Regions from separate parts of the Zea mays genome. Here regions 1 and 3 are each linked to region 2. A link is a contact called in public Hi-C data. All regions are on one chromosome and are shown on one strand. The core of a region is the stretch at or near the end of the contact, and the rest is flanking DNA. Distances in the headings are between cores, read along the strand shown. Region 1 holds the start of LOC100286264 (Grx_A2 - glutaredoxin subgroup III). Region 2 holds the start of LOC100286305 (harpin-induced protein). Region 3 holds the start of LOC100384722 (putative cytochrome P450 superfamily protein).

The links. Hi-C and Micro-C count contacts between places; a contact is called where the count stands out from the background.
Region 1: a contact with region 2 is called in a Hi-C map of endosperm, with 2.6 times the contacts expected there. The contact joins the promoter of LOC100286264 here to the promoter of LOC100286305 in region 2. A contact is called at or near these places in 4 of 25 Hi-C or Micro-C datasets (ear, endosperm, leaf and 1 more).
Region 3: a Hi-C map of tassel shows a contact between it and region 2, with 1.8 times the contacts expected there. The contact joins the promoter of LOC100384722 here to the promoter of LOC100286305 in region 2. A contact is called at or near these places in 2 of 25 Hi-C or Micro-C datasets (bundle sheath and tassel).

Annotation. Positions count from the first base shown.
Region 1 is chr3:5,895,166-5,899,371 of Zm-B73-REFERENCE-NAM-5.0, forward strand. LOC100286264 (Grx_A2 - glutaredoxin subgroup III) reads right to left here and starts at 2,739. Exons shown (of 1, transcript NM_001159151.2): 1 at 1,939-2,739. The coding sequence starts at 2,643. The coding sequence ends at 2,281.
Region 2 is chr3:5,732,249-5,735,930 of Zm-B73-REFERENCE-NAM-5.0, forward strand. LOC100286305 (harpin-induced protein) reads left to right here and starts at 2,293. Exons shown (of 1, transcript NM_001159192.2): 1 at 2,293-3,604. The coding sequence starts at 2,609. The coding sequence ends at 3,478.
Region 3 is chr3:5,529,122-5,532,961 of Zm-B73-REFERENCE-NAM-5.0, forward strand. It overlaps LOC100384722 (putative cytochrome P450 superfamily protein), which reads right to left and starts at 1,307. Exons shown (of 8, transcript NM_001177193.1): 1 at 957-1,307; 2 at 499-838. The coding sequence starts at 1,213.

The sequences.
Region 1 (4,206 bases), core at 1,489-3,988, 160 kb after region 2:
ATAGTGAAGAGGTGTGGAAGGATCGAGGTTGATCAACAACTCGGTATATATACTATGTAACTTTGTATAATCACAGGTGAGAGTTGGAGATTTAATTCATGCAAGTATAATTTAATTAATCATTGGTATTATGTTTTTTAGTGGATGAAGATAACATAATTAAGATATTGATTACGTCTCTTAGAAGGAATGACATAAAAAGTCATATAAACTATTAGTATGGCTTTTCATCTATTTATATTTTAATTTATGAATATTTAACTTACTTTTCACAAATATAAGAATTATTATTTATGATTTAACTTAACTTTCAAAATTAAAGTTTATTATGTAATTTGATGTAAAATTATTTCTAGATTGTCAAATGGTTTGATCGAATATAAAAAAAAATCCTAGCTACGCTGGCTATGGCAGGACCGCAGGAATAGGCCACGGTTCCGGCGGCCGGAAAACCACTGGCCAGTGTGCGTCCGTGTGCTCCTTTTTTGCTAGTACTCGTGATCTGATGGTGAGGCGATGAATCCGGAGCTGGGAGAGGGCATCTGAACTCGGATCTCGCGAACTGAACTCTGCGCTGCCAGAATGAGAATCTGTGGCGCTACTACCAAGCGCTGCCCCGATTATACTAGTACTGTGCTATTAGCAGTAGAAGAATAAAGACAGCGCAGCGCGTCATGCGTGCACCGTATATATACTACTATGATCGATCGATCGAATACAAAACTGTGCATCTCTTGTTGAAGGCAAGCTACTAGTACTAGCACGCGCTAGATGACAAACGAGTTGCACGCTAGCGAGCTGACGGGGTGACGTGGCTTATGAGCCCCTCTCTCTCTCTTCATTCCCATCTCCTCAGAAGACGACAACGCAGTTATAAATGAATGAAAGCTCTGTTTAATTTGGCGGTGTTCACGTCGGCTTGTTAGGGCATGTACAACCCAGATACTGCTGCACGGTACTCCAAGTACAAGATACAACTAAAACACAACATAATACAGTGGTCATGTCTAAAACATGTGTCTTACGATATTCATTGTACCAATCAGAGCATTCAATAAATTAAAGTGACCAATCAGCTAGTCTCCTGTCTCGAACATAGAGCTAAGACACTGTGTCTTCGTCAAGATACGTGTCTTGAGTTTTTTTACATTCAACCCCCTAGACACACTGTAAGACACAACTTAAAACACCCACTATACATGTCCTTAGTCAGCTCGTCGTGCAACTGGAGTAGAAGGCGGTGAAACGGAGCCGTGCTAAATAGATAGTATAAACAAACAAATAAATACGTAGTCTAGGCTTCAGAATACTGCCGTATTCCTACTGCATGCATGCTGCCCCATTATTATTGGGGTGCGCGGATGGAGCAGAGTGTTGTGCACACTACTACCCCCTACGGCCCTACCCCCTTGGATCCAACGCTAGAACTGTGGGCCGGTCTCGCGTAGTACACGGGCGTAGTACAGTGTGGGATCCTGTGCACGGCCGCCCATCCATCGATGTGACCCAAAACCCACCTTCGCCCTCGATTCGGCGGCGCCCGTCGTTCGTCTCCCTCCCTCGCGCCAGTCGTCGCGACGCGGACGTGTAGCTGTAGCCCCGCGGGCCGCGGCTGCCCCAGATGCCCATCCGGCGGCGGCGGCGAGCAGAGATCGTCTCGTCCATGCAACACCGACGGTCCAGATCGGCCGAGGGAAAGAATGGAGGAGCAAGAGATCCCCATCGCCTTTGCCGCCGTCACGCGTCACCTCACCCCGGCCCCGGGGGCGCGGGGCGCCATTAGGATCGCGGTGACGACGTCGGCCTCCACTAATAAATAAGTGCATGCGTACACTGCACTAGACGTCGCCCTCGCCCCCCGGCCCGGCGCTAATTAAGCAAAGCTAGCCAGGGTTTTTGTATGTTATCTTCCGGGGTCCTCCGGGCATACAGTATAAGAATAATAATCGGCTTTAATTTGTCGCTACTATACACGCACGGCTGCACTGCACTGCAATTCAATCATGTGCCATAGTTTTATGCTAGCTAAACTACATCCACGCACCTTTCGATTTGAATCTCTGGAGTACAGTATTAGCAAAAACAAAAACAAAAAGAAAAACAGAAGCTTTGCTTGCTGGCTGCTCCTCCTGCACTGCCGTTTCCCCCCCTGTAGCTAGCGTAGCGTAGTAGTATGTACAGGTACAGCCAGCACATGGCATGCGACTGCGAATCTTCGCGAGTCCGGGCGCCCGGCACGCGGACCGACAGACAGACGGACGGAGCACCGGAGGAGCTCAGCTAGGCGCAGAGGGCGCCGAGCTCCCTGAGCCGGGGCACGAGGCGGCCGCTGAGGTGGAGCCCCATGAGGCCCTCGAGGCCACCGACGGGGTCGCCGCCCACGAAGAGCGCCGGGACGCCGCCGCCCTCGACCGCCGCCGCCAGCTCCTGCTCCTCCGCGGCGCCGGCGTCCAGCTCGATCACGGTGGCGTGCGCGCCCACCGCCGCCAGCAGCCGCCTCATCACGTGCGCCATGCAGCAGCCGCGCCGGGCGAAGATCACCACGGGGCTCTCGCGGACCAGCCGCCACACGCGCGCCGCGGGGGCCTCCTCCTCCCCGGCCGGGTCGATGGTCAGACCACGCCGGATGCCCACCGCCTGCATGCTGCTGCTGGTTACGGAGTACACTACTTATTAGCTACAGCGGGCCAAAAGGACCGGAAGGGAAAGGGACGACCTCGCCTGCCGGCTGCGGGGAGCGAGGAAAGGCGTCGCGTGCCCGCAGCACATATATAGCCGGGCACGGCACACCATCATATGCCCGCCGGGTGAGGGGAAGGTGACGTCAGGCGCGGGCTGTGACGAGGACGCGTGGGGCCGGAGGTTGCGTCACGTGGCCGGGACGGAAAGGGAGGCCAGCGCGGTGCCACGTCACCCCCCACGAAGCGGTGCCAGCCGGTCTAGTACTAGTCGAGTGGAGAGGTGGCGAAAGAAATCTGATTGCCTCACAATTGACCGAAATGGAGACAGACAGGCAATGCAACGCTGTACAGTACTTGCGCTGCTGCACCGCCGTCCTACGTCAGCACGACGGGAAAGCATGCGCCGTGGCGTCATCACCACGCACGCTGTCCCGTGGCGCCCGCTGACGTCGCTGTTGGTTGATTTGATTTTTGTCTCCGCTCCCGTCGTTCGCCGCCGCCGCCCGGTGCGGGGCACGGGGCACCGGCACCCCCAAGTCCCAACCAACAAGAGCCCAGCCGCCCAGCCCGAGGTGAGGACGTGGACGGCGCGGGTCGGCATCGTGTCGTGGCGTCGTGGGTGTCCGGCACGCGCGCGGTGTCCCCTTCCGGCCGTCCGATCCCGTGGGTGTCGGCTCGCGATCGTGGTGCCGCCCCTGCGTGTGACGGCGGTAGTGCACGTCGATCGGCTACAGGACACGGCTGCACGGGCCTGGCCACGGGTGTGTGTGGCCGGCGCCGCTGGTCGTCGGCAGCCGGAAACGAAGAAGGAAGCAAAGCAAAGCAAAGGCAGGTACGCACGCACGGCAGCAATACCGGCCAGCACCAGGACCGAGAATACTAGACTCCATCGGGATGGACGCGTGCCGACTACGTCAAGCAGGCCTGACCTTACGATGTGATTCACAGAGGTTCTCCACGGGCGATCGGACGGCAGACACGTACGTACGTACGTGCACCGTCCGGGACGGTAGCACTAGTTACGGTCACGGATTTGTTAACGGCAAGCACCAGCATGGTTTAGTAGATACAACGGCGAAGAAATTAAAGTATATACAAAAAAAAAAACAAGTGCGTTCATAGACTGCTGATGTATCTTTATTTGTTCGGCGTAACCCTGCTGGTACATGCGAATATGCGATGTATGAGATATCCGATTGCTCTCAATAGCGGTCGTGAGATTTTAGGGCCCCGGACAAGATCCAAAATAGAGGTCATTCTAAAAGGTATAAATCCAAGTGTTACTTTAAAATTTTGGTCTCTGTGAACTGTGATAAACTAAATAAATAAATAAAGCAAATGGCGTCGCTTCGTCTATATTATTATTATTATTATTATTATTATTATTATTATTATTATTATTATTATTATTATTATTATTATTATTATTATTAAAGCCCAATCAATCATGTGATGTGACGGTGAGAAGCAGTGGTGGGGGCCCATGACGCGCGCATCGGCACTGCCACTGCCCACAGCCCGCTGC
Region 2 (3,682 bases), core at 1,043-3,542:
TTGTATTGTCCCCCGAGCCACGCTACAGCCTACAGCTGGACTGCCGGAGGCGTCGCACCAGCAAGAGCCGCGCAAAACATGTCAGTGTCACTGCCTCACTGGCTTCCTGCATCGCTTCGCTCCGGTAGTTAGTGCGACGGTGATCGCTGGGGCAAGCGTATGCGTGTCTTCTTACTGTGCTGCTGGTTGGATTTGCACGCCAAATATGACGTGGACGCCTATCACATCAGCACATGTATAATAGTCTGCAACACTTATATAGCCACATACTCCATGTAATGTCCAGCTTTTAATCACCCTGCCCTAAAGCTTGGGCATTAACTAATGCAAGCATCGGGTTCACTGTATCAAATATTACTCCCTCCATCCAAAAATCTTCATCGTCTGAGCAAAATAAAAACTTCCAAGAATCTACATCGTATAAGCTAGGGACTACAGTTTCATCTTATCTCCGGCTACCCGCGACTCTTCGATCCATCCCTCCCGTCACGGATACTTGCGTTGGGAAAACAAAAACAATGCCAGGTAATTAAGTTTATAGCGGCCATTAAATGGAAACCTTGCAAACGGCCGAATACTTGCGTTGGGAAAACAAAAACAATGTCAGGTAATTAAGTTCACAGCTGCCATTAAATGGAAACCTTGCCAACGGAGAGGCTTCCTTGGTCTTGGTGAGGGAGGCTCAGATGATGAAGATTTTTGGACGGAGGGAGTACATTTACACGACTAATCAACATTAACTCTGTGTGTCTGTGTTGTAAAGAAAGAAAAGCACGCATGGTGTGTCACCACCATACATACATCTATATATATACTTATATGCTTATCTATTAAAAACCTAATATAGACACCTGTTGCTATCACAACTTTATGTGAGGGGACTATACTTCTATACTTTAATCTATTAAGAACCTAATATGGCCAATTAATGCTACCACGGCTTCCTATGGGTCCCACGCCTAGTGCTCTCTCAGCTACTACCATGTGGACCCTAAGGCTCGCGCAGTCCCACGCTCAGCGCTCTCTCAGCTACTACCATATGGACCCCAAGGCTCGCGCAATCAGCTACTGTGTCCAGCACCTAACCCTTCCTAACACCAGACACTACACATACATTAATGTTTAGAAATAAAAATAATTATATTAAAAATAGTGTAAAGCGAGCACTTGAATCAATTTGGTGCTAATAACTAGATCACGCGTACCTTAGTGTTTAAAAACAAACAATAATTATATTTGAATAAATATCTCAATACATATTTATATGATATATAAAAATCGCGAGCAAGCATACGATGTGATAATGTGAAGCAGGGAAATGCTCATGTGACACAAGTGTGTTTGGTTTGAGGTCAAAATAGGATGAGTCGGGGGCGACACCGTCCGCTCGATTTTTTGGGATCACGCCGCCCCCAAAAAATCACTCCGGTGTTCACCTCACCCCCGCTTGACTCCCAACCAAACACTATAGAAAACATGGCCGCCTCATTTTATCTTTTCTTGTACACTCAACCAAACGTACCCTAAGTGACGAACGTGCTGGCGGACAGTGGACCACAGTGCTTGCATTATGATTATGCATACGTACATGCATGACAACAGACGATGGAAGCAAAAGGCTTTGCATGGATGTTGCCCAATGCCCACGGACGGGAGCCTGCTTTGAATTCGTACTTTGCCACGTTCATTTAATCCTTGGCAAGGACCAGAAGACGGGAGGCAGGAGCACAGCACGAGATTAGTTCCTTCCTCCATTGATTTCATTTCATCATACATTCATACTCGGGCTCAACTACCCCCAGCCCCTTCGACACTGCGTATACTGTCTCAACACACATACATGTAACTGACTACTGAGCACGGCTACTGACGGATGACCAGGATCACATGCCTTGCTTGGAAGCCCCGAACAGCAAGCCTCGTTCTATCTGAGCCCCACACGAAGGACAATGGCATGGCGACTCTAGTATTGCTTCAAACGAACTGTTTCCAGAGCTGTTCATGTTTCGCACTGGCCTTTATTTTAGCTCACATTTTCTTTCCAAAAGGCAAGTTTCACCAAACCGTTTTTTTTTTTGCCACCGTCGACGACGTTCGAGTTGTACCAAAACCGCGTGTGTAATAATAAGTTGACAAGGCAAGGCATCGGCACCGAGTTGACTTGCCCAACCAAACCTGATGCGCTACTGCACTACTAGTGCAAGAAAATACTAGAGTGACTAACCTGCAAATTGCTCCTTGTTTAGCAATTTGTGTTGCTCCACCTCCAAGCAGAGAAAACAAAAGTTCCGGGGGAAAAAATTACGCGCTGCCAATCAGGTGAGGTGAGCAAAGGAGAGGAGGGTGGAGGAAGACGAAGAGGACAAGAAAAAAACGGCAGCGGCAGCGGCAGCGGCAGGAACAGCAACATCAAGCCAGCAACAAATATGATTTGGTGAGGTTGAAGTTGAACCATCCGTGAGGTGGCCCGTCCCTTTTCCCCTCAGCTTCTCCACCTCGCGCCTATAGATCCCTCTCCCCCATTACACCTCACCGCCAAGCTCACGGAGTAGCAGTGACACCGCAGCTTCCAAGAACCGCCCCCCGGCCTGCGGAGCAGAGCAGAGCAATGTCTTCCAACGGCAAGCCCACCCCGCAGCCCCCGGCGGGCGGCAACGGCCCGCCCAAGATGTACCAGCGGCCCATCTACCGGCCGCAGCAGGCGCCCGCCAAGCGGCGGCGCGGCGGGCGGTCCTGCCCGTTCAGCTGCTGCTGCTGCTTCTTCTGGACGGCGCTCGTCGTCCTGCTCCTCGCCTTCCTGGCCGCAGTGGCGGGCGGCGCCTTCTACCTGCTGTACCGCCCGCAGCGGCCCGCGTTCACGCTGACCGCGGCGCGCGTGACGAGGCTGAGCCTGTCGCCGTCCGCCACGGCGCCCGCGCTGAGCGACGCCATCGACGTGACGCTCACGGCCCGGAACCCCAACAGGAAGCTCGCCTACCTCTACGACGACTTCGCCGTGACGGCCGCCACGGCCGCCAACGCCGTCCCGCTGGGCGAGGCCTCCGCGCCCGGGTTCGCGCACGGCGCCGGCAACGTCACCGTCATCCGGGCCACCGTCTCCGCGTCCGCGCTCGCGGTCGACCCCGCCGCGGCCGCCTCCGACGTCAAGAGGTCCGGCGAGTTCACCATCGCTCTGGACCTGGAGACCAGGGCCGGCGTCAGGGTGGGCGCGCTCAAGACTAAGAAGATCGGCATCCTGGTGCACTGCGACGGCGTCAAGGTGGCCGCGCCCGCGCCCGCGCCCGCGGCGCCGGCCAAGAGCAAGAAGAAGCTTGCGAAGGCGGCGGTAGCGGCAGCGGTGGCGCCGGCGGCCGACGCCCCGGCACCCGCCGCCTCCGCGGCTGTCGACGACGCGCCGGCGCCGCCCGCCGCGGCCACCAGCGTCGCGCGCGTGTGCCAGGTCAGGATCCGGGTCAAGATCTGGAAGTGGACCTTCTAGTCACGTCGGCAGCCTCCGAGGGGCCGCATTGCAATTTTTTCGGGTATAAAATGGAAAATATGGCGTTGCTTTTCGCGTCGGATGAAGTTTCTCAACTGGAACCGAACCAAATACCGGTCGCTGTAATTTTTTTTTGTGCTTGAATTTTACCAAAAATTTGGCGGGGGAGGTCGAGAGGCAGGAAGTGACTTGCGTGCTCAAGCC
Region 3 (3,840 bases), core at 57-2,556, 200 kb before region 2:
CGCGCGCGTGGGGAATTGAATGGGGGAGAGGGTCACAGGAGAGAAGAAGAGCAGGTGGGCAGCAGCAGTGTGCAGTTCGCCCCAACTTCCCCCAATCCCATTCATTCATCTTTCTTTTTCTTCATTGAAAGATAGTAGTACAGTACTACCATACGGTCCATACCATACCATACCACCACACCGGCACACCCGCACGTACAGTACAGTCACACGGACGGACGCATGGAGACCAATAGTGTGTGGAGTGGAGCATGGCAACATGGCAAATTGGCATGGTGGAGTCTGGAGAGGAGAGCGACGGGGCCGCCGCCCCCACCCCCACCCCTCGGATAGCGGCTTCCATGTGGTGACACGGCAGCGCACGTGTGCACACCGGCCGCGCCCTTGGTCCGCGCGCCACCATGCCAACGCCTTGTAGGATGGCCTGAATGAAGCATGACGCTGTGCGGGTGCGGGCTGCAGAGAGGAGAGGAGTAGAGCGGCGTACGTAGTACGTACCGTCTTGGCGTGGTCCTGGATGCGGAGCGGCGGCGCGGAGGCGCACCGAACCTTCCAGGCGGCGAGCGCGGGCGCGAGGCGGCGCTGCATGTCGGCGGTGACCTGCGCCTTGAGCTGCGGCGACTTGAAGAAGGCGCCGACGAGGCCGTGCACGCGCCGCTGCAGGCTGCCGTTGATGAGCAGGATGGAGGACTCGCCCATGAGCTCCGTCAGCGACCGCGGGTACCAGGGCACGAAGGCGCGCGCGTCGCTGTGCAGCACGAACCGGCTCACCTCCGCGTCCGACGTCACCACCGTCGCCGAGCCGAACAGGTGCGACCGGAACACCGCGCTCCCGTGCCTGCGCGCCAAACCCACCGGTCATGCGGCGCCATGCCACGACGCACGTGCGTACGGTACGTGCAGCAAGCGAGCAAGTGCCCTGTGTGTGTGTGATTGTGTGACGACTGACGACTTACAGCAGGCGGCGCTTGTCGACGAAGGCCTCCGGGCGGGAGGAGTAGGCGCAGGACACGAAGTCCAGCGTCTCGCCCACCAGCGGCCACCCGAAGCTGCCGGGCGGGAGCCGGGCCGCCCGCTCCTTGTCCTTGCTCCCTCCGGCGGCCCGCCTGCGTGACAGAAGCACCCACAGGCAGACGACCGCCGCAACAAGCAGCACGGCGGCGCGCGCCGGCTCCGGCGGCCACGGAACCAGCTGCAGGGTGGTGGTCGACATGGCTGGCTCTGTCTCTGTTTCTGTCCCTGTGCGCGTTTGCACCCACCGAGGCGCGCGAGCAGTGAGCGAGTTATATGGAAGCAGAGGCTGCGCGAGGACGAGGACGAGGGTCGGAGGAGAGGCACCGCAGACGCCACTTATATGTAGCGTGGTCGTGGCGTCAATGGAAGCATGGAATCGAATCGGCAAGTGCAGAAAGTACACTACATACTACAGGCGAGGAGAGAGGGAGAGACGACAGGCACAGCCGCACAGAGTAGAGAAGTGGTGGAGAGCCGGATTTAATAATTTTCAAAAGATATATTAATTATATAATGTACATACATTATCCTATACTGTACTAATATAATATATATAATAAGAATTCATTTCAAATTGGTGGTAGCAGGAGGACGGATACTGCTTAGTACTTATTTTCTTTCCCCGACACATGGACAGGAATTTTAAAAATGAGTTATGTATAGTCCCGACGCCTAGTTGATTGTGTGTCGTGGCAGGGGCAGCCGGTCACCGTTGTTTTGTGGATGAGGGGAGTGAGGTGAGACCGTGAGAGTGACATTGTGACAGTGATGGCCGGTGCTTACTGCTCTGCTCAGCTCAAGTGCCCAACCCCCTAGTGCGACTGCACGAGAGCGAGCCCACACCCATAAAAAAAGGGTCAATTAGAAACATGACACTTAACTTTTTCAAAATTAAATAGCTTGGCATCCAAATAAACTAGCTATCGAATTTTGTAAAAGTTGAGTAATATGTATATAATTATTTCTATAAAAAAAAGGGGCCATCACAAGGACGCCTCTCTTCTTTATTTGATGATCATGACATTGACCAATGCTGGAAAATTTCATAGAAACAGTACTGCCACGGTATCCATGTCCTCACGAGGGCGTACTTGGAAGCAAATGATTTGAATAGTAAGTAATTCTAGCCCCTTAATCTCCTTCAATTCTCTTGCTTCAAAACAAGTCACGGATGGATATTGGTATTTGAAAACTGAAAAGTGTTCGAGAAAAGGAGGTGAAATTCACGAATACTACTACTAGCTGACTAATGGAGGTGTGTGTGTGTGTGTGTGTGTTTTTTTTTTTTTTTTTGAAAGAGGGACGCCTCGGATGTCGGATAGTGGTGGTCAATCCAGTGCGGTGCGGTGCAGGGATGGGGAATTTTGTCGCCGGGACATGAGACCAACAACAGCAGCAGCTCCTTGAATAGAGTGATGGAGCCTGGGCTAAGCTGTGCTGTGCAGCCTGTAGGAGTACATCAGCCACCAAAAAAAAAGATTCCCGAGTGGTGAGCACTGTACGTACGTGCTCGACTGCTCGTAGTCAAGCGTGGTAGCTCTCCTAGCTAGTCCCTAGACGGCAAAGGAGTACGCACAGAGCTAGGCCTCCCTCAGTGGCAGCAGCCCCCCTTACACGTACTACAGCGCCAGTACGTACTACGTAGTACTATACGTACGACAAATCTGCGCGCACGTTCGGTCTTGAGAAGTCTCGCGGATGCAGCCAGGGCCTATCCCTCCCGATCGGTCCCTTTTCTTCTCGTTTCAATTTCTCTTCCTTCTTTTGTTTAGCAACGAATAAAGATAAACACCGGATGAGAACACTGATCTCTCTCTCTCTCTGGACCTAAAATACTCCATGCCGAAGCCATCACATACAGCTCCATGCCGAAGCCGAAAGCCCGAAACGAAGGAATGATGCGCAGTCATCATCATGGGGTAGTCGGCTGGCAAGTGGCAACTAGGACTCTAGGAGGGGTCTAAATTTGATTGAGACGGTATTGCATTAGAGGCATATGTACATTATAATCAGGAAGGAAAGCAGGCGAGTATACGGCCCCATGAAGAATCAAATGCAATGAGAACAGCGAGATCAAAGAAAATATAGGCAAGGCAAATCATTACGCCCCCTTTCGGCTGGATAATATAGGTTTCTGCAAGACGAAGACGGTCCTGTGGTCAGTCGACTCTACCGCTTTTGGACGCGCCTAGTTCCGCGGTCCACAAAACCACAACGAAGAAAGCGAGCTCGGCTCGAGCACTTCCCCCCTCCTCTCTGCAGCCTGCAGGCTCCCGGCAGCAGAGAACAAGCGCGAACGGAAGCGGGCCAATCACCACCAATAATCCCCCGGCCGGACACAGCTACAGCGCGTCGCGTCCTAAGGGCTGAGGGCCTCCTTGGCCGTTGCCACGCGGGTCAGGCGGCCAGTCCGCGTCGGCACTCGCCCCGCACACGCCCTCTGCTGTCAGTGGCGGCTCCTCTCCCGGGCACGGACAGCTACCGTGTTCGCTTCCCGTTTGCCTGTACCCAGGGTGGTACGCCGCCGTACGTACCTACTCCTACTGCTCACTGGCAAGCGATCGTTCGTCGTCCGTCCCCCTTCCGCTGTCTCTGCTGCGGCATCGTCTGAAGCGGAGTCGTGTCGAACGGGCAGTGGAAAGAGGAGGGGGGCACAGGGTACTTGAGTACTAGTGCTACTCCCTATCGTCGTTGCCATAACCTTTTTGACAGCGAGTGTGTCAGAGAGAGCCCAAAGCAGGTTTGTGCGGCACTAATCTTGCAATCACCGCCAGATCCGGAGAAGCTTTTGGTTTCTGTTTTCAGGCGGCACTAATCTTAGCTTAA